Linked DNA regions of Sus scrofa: region 1 is linked to region 2. Evidence: chromatin contacts called from public Hi-C data. All regions are on one chromosome and are shown on one strand. The core of a region is the stretch at or near the end of the contact, and the rest is flanking DNA. Distances in the headings are between cores, read along the strand shown.

Region 1 (6,078 bases), core at 655-3,154, 170 kb after region 2:
GGGGAGAGGCTGGGACTAGGGCGGCTCTGCCCTCGGGGAATCTGAGGTCTAATGAGGACCTTTAAACAAGTACATAAATAACTAATTAAGGTAGAAAGTGAAGTGTCATGAATCGTTATCTTCAACATTATCTGAAGTCATTTTTATGGAATTCCCTGTATTTAGTATATCATCCTTTTCTCTAAAATAATTTTGGATAATTTATAACATTAAAGAAGATATACAGTGAGGTATAAAAAGATAGAACTAGAAATTCTATCTTTTGCAAAAAGAAATGCAAAGCCTAATGTAATTGTTAGATTATGAAATTCAAATCTGAGCTTACTGGAAGTTAGGGCAAGATGGGAAACACATTTTTTTTCTTTTTAGGGCTGCACCCATGGCATATGGAGGTTCCCAGGCTAGGGGTCCAATCGGAGCTGCAGCTGCCAGCCTATGCCACAGCCACAGCAATGCCAGATTCTTAACCTACTGAGTGAGGCCAGGGATTGAACCCCCATCCTCAAGAATACTAGTCAAGTTCCTTACCACTAAGCCACAACAGGAACTTCCAGGAAAGACATTATTATAATTTAATATTTCTTAAATGCTAACACTCTATTGAGTGACATACAAAAAGCTAGGCAAAGCCTAACTCAATAATCTTGAATTTTCTGTTCATTTGAAAAATGCAAATGGTATGTCTGTCTGTGGAATTTTGAGACATTCATGTAAGCACTAACCATTATCAACCTTTAAGACCATTATGTTGGGAAAAATCCCTATGACTTATTAAAATATTTTGCTGTTCTTTATCATTTCTGCTAAGGCTGTTTCTCAGCTAGAATGCACTATTTCACTTCTTATGTATTTTTTTAAGTTTTATTGGATTATAATTGACTTAAAATGGTGTGTTAGTTTCAGGTGTACAGCAAAGTGAATCAGTTATACACTTCTTGTGTTTTGAAGAAAAAAAATATCTATACTTCATTTTATTTTATTTGCTTTTTAGGGCCACACCCATAGCATATGAAGGTTCCCAGGCTAGGGATCTAATCGGAGCTACAGCTGCTGCCCTGTGCCAGAGCCACGAGCAATGCCAGATCCAAGCCATGTCTGTGACCTACAACATAGCTCATGGCAACACCGGATCTTTAACCTGATGATCAAAGCCAGGAGTGGAACCTGCAACCTCATGGTTCCTAGTCGGATTCATTTCCGCTGTGCCACAACAGGAACTCCAAAAAAATATCTGTACTTTAAAATAAGGAGCAGTCTTCATATCCCTTATGCTAGACTTGCTAATCTTATTTTCAGTAAGATTTCACTGCCCCGGAGGGCTTTGATCTGTCACAGGTTTCTCTTGGGTTAATTGCTACTGTTCTCAAGTCATCCCCATGTAGACAGGTAGGTGGGAGTGAGTAGAATTAGCCAATTGCACAGAAAAATCAAAGACGTTTGCTTGCAAGGGTACCAACTTCTGAGAATTACCATGAATTTTGCATGCCACTGACTAAGAAAGGAAGGAAGGAAGTGACATCTTGAAGATCTTGAGCTAAGGCGGACTGCGGTGAAAAAACCAGCTGTTATTCTTCTTCTGGCTGGGTTCTGGCCTTTTGTAATGTCTTTTATGAATCTAGGAGAATTTCAACTTTAAAACCTGTTTTAAAAGCCAGGGTCTTGCCTTTCGTTTCTAACAGAATCCTTAAAAGGCTCCAGAGTTTGATTAACGAGGAAGAATTTCCTAATAAGAAGAAAAATAGAATAAAAGATGAACTATAAAGAAGAGGAGGGGCAGTTGCCCTAAGAGAAAGAAACAGGATTGCAAGAGGAGGGGGGAGACAGGGAAGGTGAGAAGACAGTGGTGTCTGACCACGTCTGGGCTCAGGCCCTGCAGCGCCCCCTGAAAGGCAGTGCTCAGCCTTCAACCAATTGAGAGAGAGCCTTGGTTGGGATAAGGCTGGACGGGGAGCCTGGTGACACGTGCCGGACAATCCCACACACATCTGTTTGATTTGGCACTGTTCACGGACCAGCTGCTGGCACTGAATCAGAAGGGGCAGCTGGGAGCGTTGGGCCAGGGGGGAGAGGATTATGCACAGTTGTTCCAAAAAGGGGAAAGGGGAGGAGGCTGGGAGGAATGAGGCTGAGAGAGGCCCAGGGGCACCAGGGGCAGGAAGCCCACAGCTGTGGTGGTGAGCATTGGAATTAGTCACCCTCTGCAGCAGGTGAAGGCACCAAGTCAGCGACATGGGATGTGGCCTCCATAGACACTCAGGCCCCAGGCCAGGTTTGGGGCTAAAGTGTCAGGAACACTTTTTCACTCTCCCCTTTGATCCATCTACTGTTCAACTAGCAGTGAGACTATCTGGAGACTTCCAATCCAGCCACCTTATTACTTCCCTCTTTTTTTCTACCAGATTCAACCTTTTGCTTTCTACCTCAGCCATTTTTTTTTTTTCTTTCTAAGCTCACAAAGATGTACTGTCTCTGAGCTGCTAAGATCCTCCCAACAATCTAGCGAGAAAGCTGCAAAGACTAAGCCTGCCCACCTAACAGAGGCCCCAGGAAGTGTGAGCAGCATTCCTGAAGTCTCCTAGCTCCGCCAATGGAAGGACAGTTTGGGCAAATGTGGACTCTTCCACCTCAGCACCATTTGCACTGCCAAAAGTTGCTCTGGTTCAACCACGTGCCAAGAGGTTGGGTTGGTGAGTGGTGAACTGCACCAGGGAGAGCCATGTTATCATGTCATCTCAGTGTGAAGTCTCACACAAACATAAGTTCTTTGTTCACCATTTATTAGACACTATGTGCCGGAAACCATGCTGGTTCTCTCAAGCAGCTCACCGTGTGGGCCATTGCTTTCTAGGCCTCTATCCGGAGTCCATTACCTAAGGGAAGCCATTCAAGTTCGTGTGCAGGTTTGAAACTTTCACACATTCATTGTCTTTGCTTTTGAAAAAGTCCATTGCTGGCATCACATGTGACAAAAGAGGCTTGTCACCATCTTGCAGCTGAGCTTGGTTACTGGGTCTGCTCACTGAAACAGCAAGATCTGCTTACTTCAAGGACCCTCTTGGTACCCAGAGGGTAAAAAGTATGATATGGAATGACAAATATTCAACTTTAAAAATCTGAAAGACTTATTTCATAGGGTTTGCCCTAATAATATCTGTTTGGGTTCTGAAGAGTGCCTTAGGTTCAAGTCCTCCACTTGACACTTATTAGCAAGGTGACCTTTCCTCTCTATGTCTTAAAACAAAGATAGTAATAGAACCTACCTCATATGGTGGTTGTAGCAAATGAAAGCACCCATGGAATGGCATGGCCTTTGGCTACTAGTACCCAAGAGTGAAAAGGGAGGTTAGTCCTCCAAAGACAAGACATCCACATCATAACACCTTATCTTCAATCCCCTACTGGTTTTTCTTTCAATAATACCCTAATTTCCCACCTTGCACCACCACAATTCAACACACACAAATACCGAGAGTGAAGAGATACAATTGAACTCCCCTACTCAGGAAAGAAACTTCAGAACATCAACTATCTACAGATAAGAAATACCAGTGAAGTTAAATCTGATTTCTCAGTAACTTATTCCCACCCAGGCTTCCATTTCAAGCCAGCCCTGTGTGGAGTCCCTGGAGGCCTTTCAGTCTCTTTCAAACCAGGGCCTTCTTGATCCTCCACCCTGAAGAGTGGTCTTCTTCTGGTTTTCCCACTTTCCTCCTGGATCTCATCCTTAGGCTTTTATCTCTTTCCAGTTTCCAGACACTCTGTTCCATCCCTCTTCAATACCTCACTCGCCTAGATCTGCAACCCTAGGAGAACCGCACAGCTCCTCCCCCACCCACCCTCCATGTCTCACACCGTGCACAGCTCTGTAACAGCCTCAACTCTGTCTCTCAGTCATGCGGGGTCCTCAGTCATTCATTAATTAAACAGACGTTTCATTTTAAAAGTAGTTGCCATAGAAAGTATTACAGTTTTAAAGTACTGTGGATGACGCACCCCTCGTGGTGCAGCAGAAACAAATCCGACTAGGACCCATGAGGTTGTGGGTTCAATCTCTGGCCTTGCTCAGTGGCTTAAGGAACCCGTGGTGTAGGCCAGCAGATGTAGCTCCAATTCAACCCCTAGACTCGGAACTTCCATATGCCACAGGTACAGCCCTAAAAAAGCAAAATAAATAAATAAATAAATAATGTACTGTGGATACCATGTTGATATAAAGCATAGATACCCATAGGCATCCTACATACGGTCCTTTCTCAGAAGTCCTAACAGCCACAAAAAGGACTTAGTAAGTGATACCCTGTTCAAATGACACTTAGAAGGCTCCCAACTTAATAATTTTCAGGGGAGTTCCCATCGTGGCTCAGCAAAAATTAATCTGACTAGTATCCATGAGAACGCAGGTTCAATCCCTGGCCTTGCTCAGTGGGTTAAGGATCCAGCATTGCCGTGAACTGTGGTATAGGTTGCAGATGTGGCTGCGATCCCGAATTGCTGTGGCTGTGGCATAGGGTGGCAGCTACAGCTCCAATTCGATTGGACTCCTGGCCTGGGAACTTCCATACACCAAGGGTGTGGCCCTAAAATAATATTGATGATAATAATAATAATAGTAATGATGATGACAGTGATGATTTTCAGCCCCGCTCCAGGGTTGAGGGCCTTTGCTATGACCCAGCATCCAGTCCATCCCTCTCTGACCTTGAACCCTACATTCAAGGACTCATCCCTGATACTGCATCTCTAATTTCACCAGCGCCCTCATTCCTACAAAACTACACCCCACCCCCCACCCCAGGAATCAAGTCGGCCACTAGCAGCCACCTATCCTGTCCAGCATACATAGGAGCAGACCCTGCTCCTGGCCTCCCCTGGCCTGACTCCAGATTCGAATTCTCACTCCACCACTATCGCATGACCATCCATGTCATCTCTCTGGGCCTCAAATTCCTCAGGTGTAAAATAGAAATATGAATACCCTGACAGAGATACTGTGAGAATTAGTGAGAGTACAGGGAATCTGACCCCCCAGGACTGCTCGGTGAACAGCAGGCGGTTTTCTCTGGATGCTCATCCATTCTGGCTGGCTTGGTGCTGACTGCCTCCCGGCTGGTCACCTCCTGCCTGTCCTCAGGAGATGCTGGCACTGCCCACACCCACACCTACCTTGACACCTCCTCTGATCTCTGGGTTCCCTCCCCTCCCGCTCCTCTGAGCAAGTTCTACTGTGTCTGCTCTGCCTGCTGGCTGGCAGTGTGCGGAGGCATCTCCTACCAGCACACAAAGCTGATGTACAACCTCTCTTCTCAGCTCCACTGTCAGCCACTATCATGGTAGCTCAAGATGGGCCACTGTAGGACTATCTACACTACCCAAGTCAGCAAACACCCCCACAGGGCTCTTTCCCCTGAGAGTCTCTTGTTCAACAGCTACAGACCCACCCATGCAGATGCTTCATTCCTTCTGTACCTTCTCTGGGCCTGATCATCTGACCTGAATACTCATGCGCATTCCTTTTATAGGAGGCCCTCAGAAGTTTTCCTCTGCACACACAGTGGCCTTGAGTTTCAGTGAGAATGCTGCCAAAGTCTACAGAACAATTCTCAGCTTAGGAATGGAAATAGGACACCAGGAAACAAACAAAAAAAGTCTAACAAATATACATTAACCTCAGGATTAACCCCGGCACTAATGAGGTCTGGGCGGCACAGCCAGAGCGTTTTCTTCCTGCCTGGCTCCCTCTGGGTGACGCAGGCCCCAAGGGCCAAAGCCTTCCCCTGAACTCTGTGGTGGAAACCTTCCAGGCCCTCCGCAGCCGGGCCCCTCACACCACTCCATGAACACACCTGGCTTGGGAACGCTGTCTCTTAGCACAGAGGGTGTGGGAAAAAGTGACTTTTTCACAGGTGTCACAGGTGTCAAAGGAAAGCCTGACATTTCCTTTTTTCCTGTGAAGGCCCTAAACCACCCAAGTTTGCTACGGCGTTAGCATGAAGGGCTCAAATCCTGTCCCGGCTTGTGCATCTCAGAGGCCTGAGCAAGCACCTCGGTGGGGTTGGACTTGGATCAGCTGCACTGAGG
Region 2 (5,834 bases), core at 2,777-5,276:
TATTTGCTCAGTGAGTCACTGTGGCAGACAGAATAAGATGTCCACATCCTAATCCCCAGAACCCGTGAATATGTTATATTCAATGATGAGGGCTAATTAACGTGGCAAATGGAATTAGGCTTGCAAATCAGCCTAGCTCAAAATGTAGGGACCCAGTCAGTATTCCGTGATGATCTAGGTGGGGAAAGAATCTGAGAGAGAATGGATATATGTATATGTATGACTGGGTTACTTTGTTGTACAGCAGCAATTATCACAGCCTTGTAAACTGACTATATTTCAACAAAACTTTTTAAAGTAGGGATATTGGAGTTCCCACTGTGGTACGGAGGGTTAAGAATCTTACTGCAGCAGCTCAGTTCACTGGGGAGGCATGGGTTTAATCCCTGGTCCCTAACAGTGGGTTAAAGGATCTAGAGAGCAGTTCACAGCTTCAGCTTGGATTCAGTCCCCTGGCCTGGGAACTTCCATGTGATATAGGTGTGGCCATAAAAAAAAATAGGGATATTATTCAGGAATAATCATGTGGCCACAATGTAATCACAAAAGTCGTTAAGTAAAGAGAGGGAGGCAGAAGAGTTAGAACCAGTGGGGTGGCATCATGAGAAAGACTTGACCTGCTGTGGCTGGCTTTGAAGATGTAGGAAGGGGCCACAGACCAAGGAATGTGGGCAGCCTCCACAATCTGGAAAAGGCAAGAAAACAGACTGTCCCCTAGAGCTCCCTTGATTTTAACTCAGTGAGACATATTCAGACTTCTGACCTTCAGAACTGTAATATTGGTGCTGTTATAGCAGCCATAGGAAACCAAGACTGTCACCATGGACTTTGCATGTACCTGGCCTGATATGAGATGCTGAGGGAACATTCTCCAGGCACATTATTTCTACCTTGTACAGTCATCAGAGTCCAACTGGGGGAACTAAAGCCACTCTAAGGGTCTAAATACAGGAAATCTAATGCAGGTCACTGGCTACCCAGGTGATAGAAGCCCAAAACTCTTCCAACCATTAGCCATAACAGTGGTTGCTACTAGGATGCTACTGGGCTGGGCTAGAGGGACAAAAGCCATATATTGGAGTCCAGAGGCCAGGATCACTTGGTAGATGCTGGACCATCGTGGGCAAGTCTAGCAGGGGCTGGAGCCATGGAAGGGACACAACTCTGCAATAGAAGCTGCCTGAGACAGAGAGAGAGAGGAAGAGGGAGAGAGAGACCCTGGTTTCTCCCTTTCTCTTACTCTCCAGTTTCCTTCCACCACCTCTCATTGGCTCTTACCAGCTGGAAGCCAGCTGATGTGGGAGCCTGGCATGTGCAGGAGGCAGCCCCCCGTCCTACAGAGCAGAGCTGAGGAAGAGCACCAAATAGGCTAATGGATTTGCAGGTGAAAAGGCTCCAGATTGACCCACATCTCCTTTCTGCACTGATCACCATGAATCTTGAGGAAACATAATTAATTGTTTAAAATCCAAATTCTTTACCGCTGCTTCTAAGACTCCACATAACCTGGTACTTTTTTAAATTCTCTGCCCTCATCGCATACAGTTGTCCTCTCCTTTACAGCATCCTCCCCGTGCTGGCCTTTGTTCTGTCCTCCATACACCATGCAAGTCTCATCTTGGAACTTTGCACTTCGTTGTAGGACTTGCTGGACTTTCCTCCTCTTGTCTCTCCCCTAACTGATCACCTTTTATCTTTTGAGTCTCAGCTTGGGGAACCCCTTCCCCTACCTAAAATAGGTCCCCTCGCCCAAAGTCACCATGGTATGCCCCTATTTTATATTCTTTAGAGCAGCTATTATTATCTGAAATTATCTTGGTTAGGTGTGTACTTATTTATCGTAACTGTCTCAAAATCCTAAGCTCCTTGAGGGTGGGAAGTTGTTTTGCTGTTTGCTATGTCCTTGTATCAGAGCTGGCTCAATGTTCACCAAAATTTGTTTCTTCTTCCTGGAAACAGAGAAAAGCTCACTTCATATTCCTTTGTGGTTAGGTGTGACAGAGTTCTAGCTAAGAGGACAGGAGCAGTTTCCCAGGCCTGCCCCATGAAAACCTCCCAGGAACTCTCCTACATGTTTTCCCCTGTCTGCCAGATGATGACCGTGCCCTGTGGGATGGTGAAGGCACAAGATAAAAGAACCTGGGCTGTGGAATGACTAAGTGAAAAGGGTTGCCTCGGCCACCTACATACCCATCCGGGACTGTTATGTGAACAAGAAACAAATGTGTTTTGTGTTGAGTCATTCCATTAGCTTATCCTAACCAAAACACTCCCCCTGCCACCCTGCCAAGAATTCCCAAAGCCTTGTCTGTAATGGGCTCTCAATCGTTAGCAAATCATTGAAAGTTAAACTCTTGGTAGCTACCTGTTCGGTGAGGGAAACTCCCTGTATATTGATCTCTGGACTCTCCATGGCTCCCATTGACCCTCAGTCTTTGTAAACGTTTGATGGGCATGTGGAGCGCTGTGTTGCTAGGCAGCATGAAGGAGACGGAGATTGACAAGGCCTGGTCTGCAAATGTGAGTCAAAGGAGGAGTTCTGCGTTGCTGTAACTACAGTGTTTGTGCAGCTCTTTAGAGTTTACAGATTCTTTACCTCTGCTTCTAAGTCTCCGCATCACCTGGTCCCTTCTGAGTTGTTACAAGGGCTACTCACTGGATCCTCGTAACAATTCAGAAAGAAAATTGCCATTGTGATTCCCATTTCACAGATGGTGAGTCTGAGCTCACAGAGGTTAACTGTCTTGTCGAGATCTCACTTTCTCAAGCGATAAAGCTGGTGTTGCATTATTGTTCACAATTTTTATCTAAAATTACCGTTAAGTCATTGTTCAAAAATATGTACGGAGTACCTACGATGCGCTAGCCCCTTCTGCACTTATAGGGACTCAGGAAATAGGAACCCCGCATCCTGAAGAAACTGGAATAATCTCCCACAAAATAAAAGGGAGGCCCCAGTTCTAGCCCAGGACCTAGAGAATTTCTGGGTTGTGCAGCTCATGTGTTTAACTGCGCCGCTGCATGCTTCAGTTCGAGTTTCTGGGTGGTCTCCCAGACCTGCCTGCAGGCAACGACGTCTCTGTAACCCCTCAGCAGCTCTCCCACTTGCCCAGGCTAATGGCCCTGGCGTTCGAAGTCTGCCCTTTTCCATACATTCTTTCCTCCTTCCCGTGCCAAGATTCCACTAGACGATTTAGAGTGGGTTCCAGGCCATTTAGCTCAGTCAGAGATTTGGGCAAAAGTTTCCTCCCACCCATGGCAGTGCTTAGATAACCCATCAGGGTGTGACAGCTCACACGAGGGAGGGGGCAGAAACGCTGGAGAGACTTTCAGGCCAGGGTTGGAGCAAAAGTTTCGGCAGTCACCATATCTCTTCACTCTATTCTGGCTGTACAGAGTGTGTCAGTAATGGGTCGATTGGAGAGCTCAGGACAAAAAGCCCAGGAGGATGTAACTTGTCTAAACAGAGATGGCAATATGTCCCGGAGGGTGTCCTGCAAGCTGGGTTGTTTGCCAAGGCAAAGAAGGCAAGCCCTGGAGTCTGGGGGCTGGAGGAAGTGGAAAGTTAGGCGTCCCGGGCTCTGCCAGGACTCAGCCTTTCCCAGCCTGACGACACTCCTCTCCTGCTTGGGTGATTCTCTCTGTAAATAAATCCTGGCTGCTCTTACAGTGCGGGACGTCCCACATACCGTACATCTGAGGTGGGGTGAAATACAAATATGCCTTTTCATAATAGCTTTACACCTGGAGCAGCAAAGGACTGGTTTATTGCCTTGGTAAACAAAAGTTTGAATTCAAGCGAAGTACAAACTTTGCCCAAGGCACTTCTGACAGTGCACCTTGTGTTTGCGAAGTGAACTCGATATATGTATACGATGTGAAGCAATGGCTGGCCTTTCTTTCTCTCTTTCTCTCTCATCTGGTTTCCAAGGTTTAAAAGTTCACGTGAGTGCAAGGGATGGGGGTGTGTGGAGAGGGAATTTGCTTTGGCTCTGGTTTTTCTGAGCATTTTGAAATCGTGCTGTTTGGTGTGAAAAAGTCTGTTGGCCAATTTATAGTTTTCCCAGGAGAGAGTGTACTTCTTGCTGCTCTCAGGGCGACAGGGTAAACCAGTTTGGGGAACACATAAAGGAATCAGCATTTGCATTGAACTTAAACCATTATGTTAAACATTAAAAGCTAATAAATATGTATTCAGTGCCTATTATGTGCCAAGCAGGGAACCACAAACCTTTAGAGTCATTATTTCATTTTATCTTTGCAACCACATGGAGCAGGGATTGTTGATGAAAAGACCCATGGTCCAAGTAAGGAAACTAAGGCTGTAATTCAAAAGAGATTCAAGTCCCAGTTTTCTAATTCCAGGTTCAGAGTTTTCTGTACTATCCTCCAACCTGTCCCGTCACTTTGTTTGCCCTCCCTGAGTCCTCTCTGTTTCTTTCTCCTTCTCTGCCTGGATTTAAGGAAATGACTCCTCTCCATTCTTTAATGCATTTCTACTTACAGGGCTTTGCTGCTATTTAGCAGATACCGGCCATTTGGGCCACTCTGACACCAGCCTGAACCTCCATGGCTTCAAGTGCAAAGATTTGAAACATATGGATTAGCTTTTCCCTAAAAAACCCAAAGGCTTAAAAGCAAAGGCAGTAACAATGAAGGGAGGACATATAGTAGGTTCGGTTGGCTCCACAAATGCCTCTGCGTTCCCTCATTCCCAGCTTGAATAAATCAGATAAACTTCAGCAAAAGCATCTGAACTTTTTGGGTTCTTTTCCAAAACAAGCCTTTGAACCTGAAGAACTTTGCCCATCTCTGTTTGCCTGTTCACTGCTCAAACGTTCAGCTGGGGCTTGCCTGCTGTAGCACTCAAGCTGGTGAAATTTTAACTCTTTCATCCACAGATGAATTATCAGGCCTTTAAAATGAGAGTGAACTCATTAGGCTTATGTTTAAAAGAAGTCTCTATGAATGCGTCAACCTGTGCCTGTCTCCACAGATGAAGGACTCCTTAAGGGAATATATTTAACTGAGACTAGAGAGAGGTGATGTCATTAAGGCATTGTCAACTCAGCAGTTTTGGGGTACCAGGGCTGTGGTTTTCAAGGGAAAGTTGAGCTCCCCTCCTATCTTCACTCCTTACCACTAATACATCTTTAATTGCAGCTCCTTGAGGAATGCCTTTAGCTCTAGCTATTGCAAGCTTTTAAGAACTTATTGGAACACAAATGCTCATTTCAAGGAAACAGATAACAGTTGCAAATGGATTAAACGTAATCCCTGTGCTGGAGCCCTTGAAGGAAAAGAGATGGGGGTTTCTGGGCTGTGAGATGAAGCTTGGTCAAGGATGCTTGCTTTGAGGACTCTGCTCTGAAAACCCAGGTAAGCAAAATAGTGGAATGTTAGCCCTTAAATGAACTTTGAACCCAACCCAACCCCATTCGCTTATAGAGGAGGAAACCAAGGCTCAGAATGAAACAAGCAAGGCCAAGGTTAACACAACCAGCCAGTGACAGGCCTCCCCAACAGCCTGGGCCTGGGCTCTTAGCTCTCCCCCATGCGGTTTTTCGTCCTGGGAGAAAGTGAAATTAAATAAAGACAAAAAGTTAGTTCTAAACTCTGGCCTGTAACCACTTATCCTAGCTTTTCATTACTGCTTGTCAGTACAGATCCACAGATTGAGTCCACGGAAAGATGTTTACCCTGAGAAAGAGAACAGATAAGAAACCTGGAATACTTCCGAAATGGTAATTGGAAATCTTCTTCAAGGTTAAGAGAACTTAGTGTTTCTTTACATGGTTATAATTTTAGAGCAGAGAAGCAATACTTTAAAAATA

What was found. Hi-C and Micro-C count contacts between places; a contact is called where the count stands out from the background.
Region 1: a Hi-C map of liver shows a contact between it and region 2, with 2.0 times the contacts expected there. The contact joins two enhancer-like sites. A contact is called at or near these places in 1 of 47 Hi-C or Micro-C datasets (liver) and 1 of 2 datasets of contacts at active chromatin or transcription factors (alveolar macrophages).

Annotation. Positions count from the first base shown.
Region 1 is chr13:125,632,342-125,638,419 of Sscrofa11.1, forward strand. No RefSeq gene overlaps it. Among named protein-coding and RNA genes, the nearest start is that of LPP, 150 kb to the right of the region's middle. Within about 2 kb of position 1,905, at least 18 of the 83 cell types and tissues checked have an H3K27ac peak or open chromatin away from gene starts, as enhancers often do. A contact at or near this core is called in liver, where this site is marked.
Region 2 is chr13:125,460,030-125,465,863 of Sscrofa11.1, forward strand. It overlaps LOC106508010 (a long non-coding RNA gene), which reads left to right. Exons shown (of 7, transcript XR_001304509.2): 4 at 5,164-5,379. Among named protein-coding and RNA genes, the nearest start is that of BCL6, 73 kb to the left of the region's middle. Within about 2 kb of position 4,027, at least 14 of the 83 cell types and tissues checked have an H3K27ac peak or open chromatin away from gene starts, as enhancers often do. A contact at or near this core is called in liver, where this site is marked.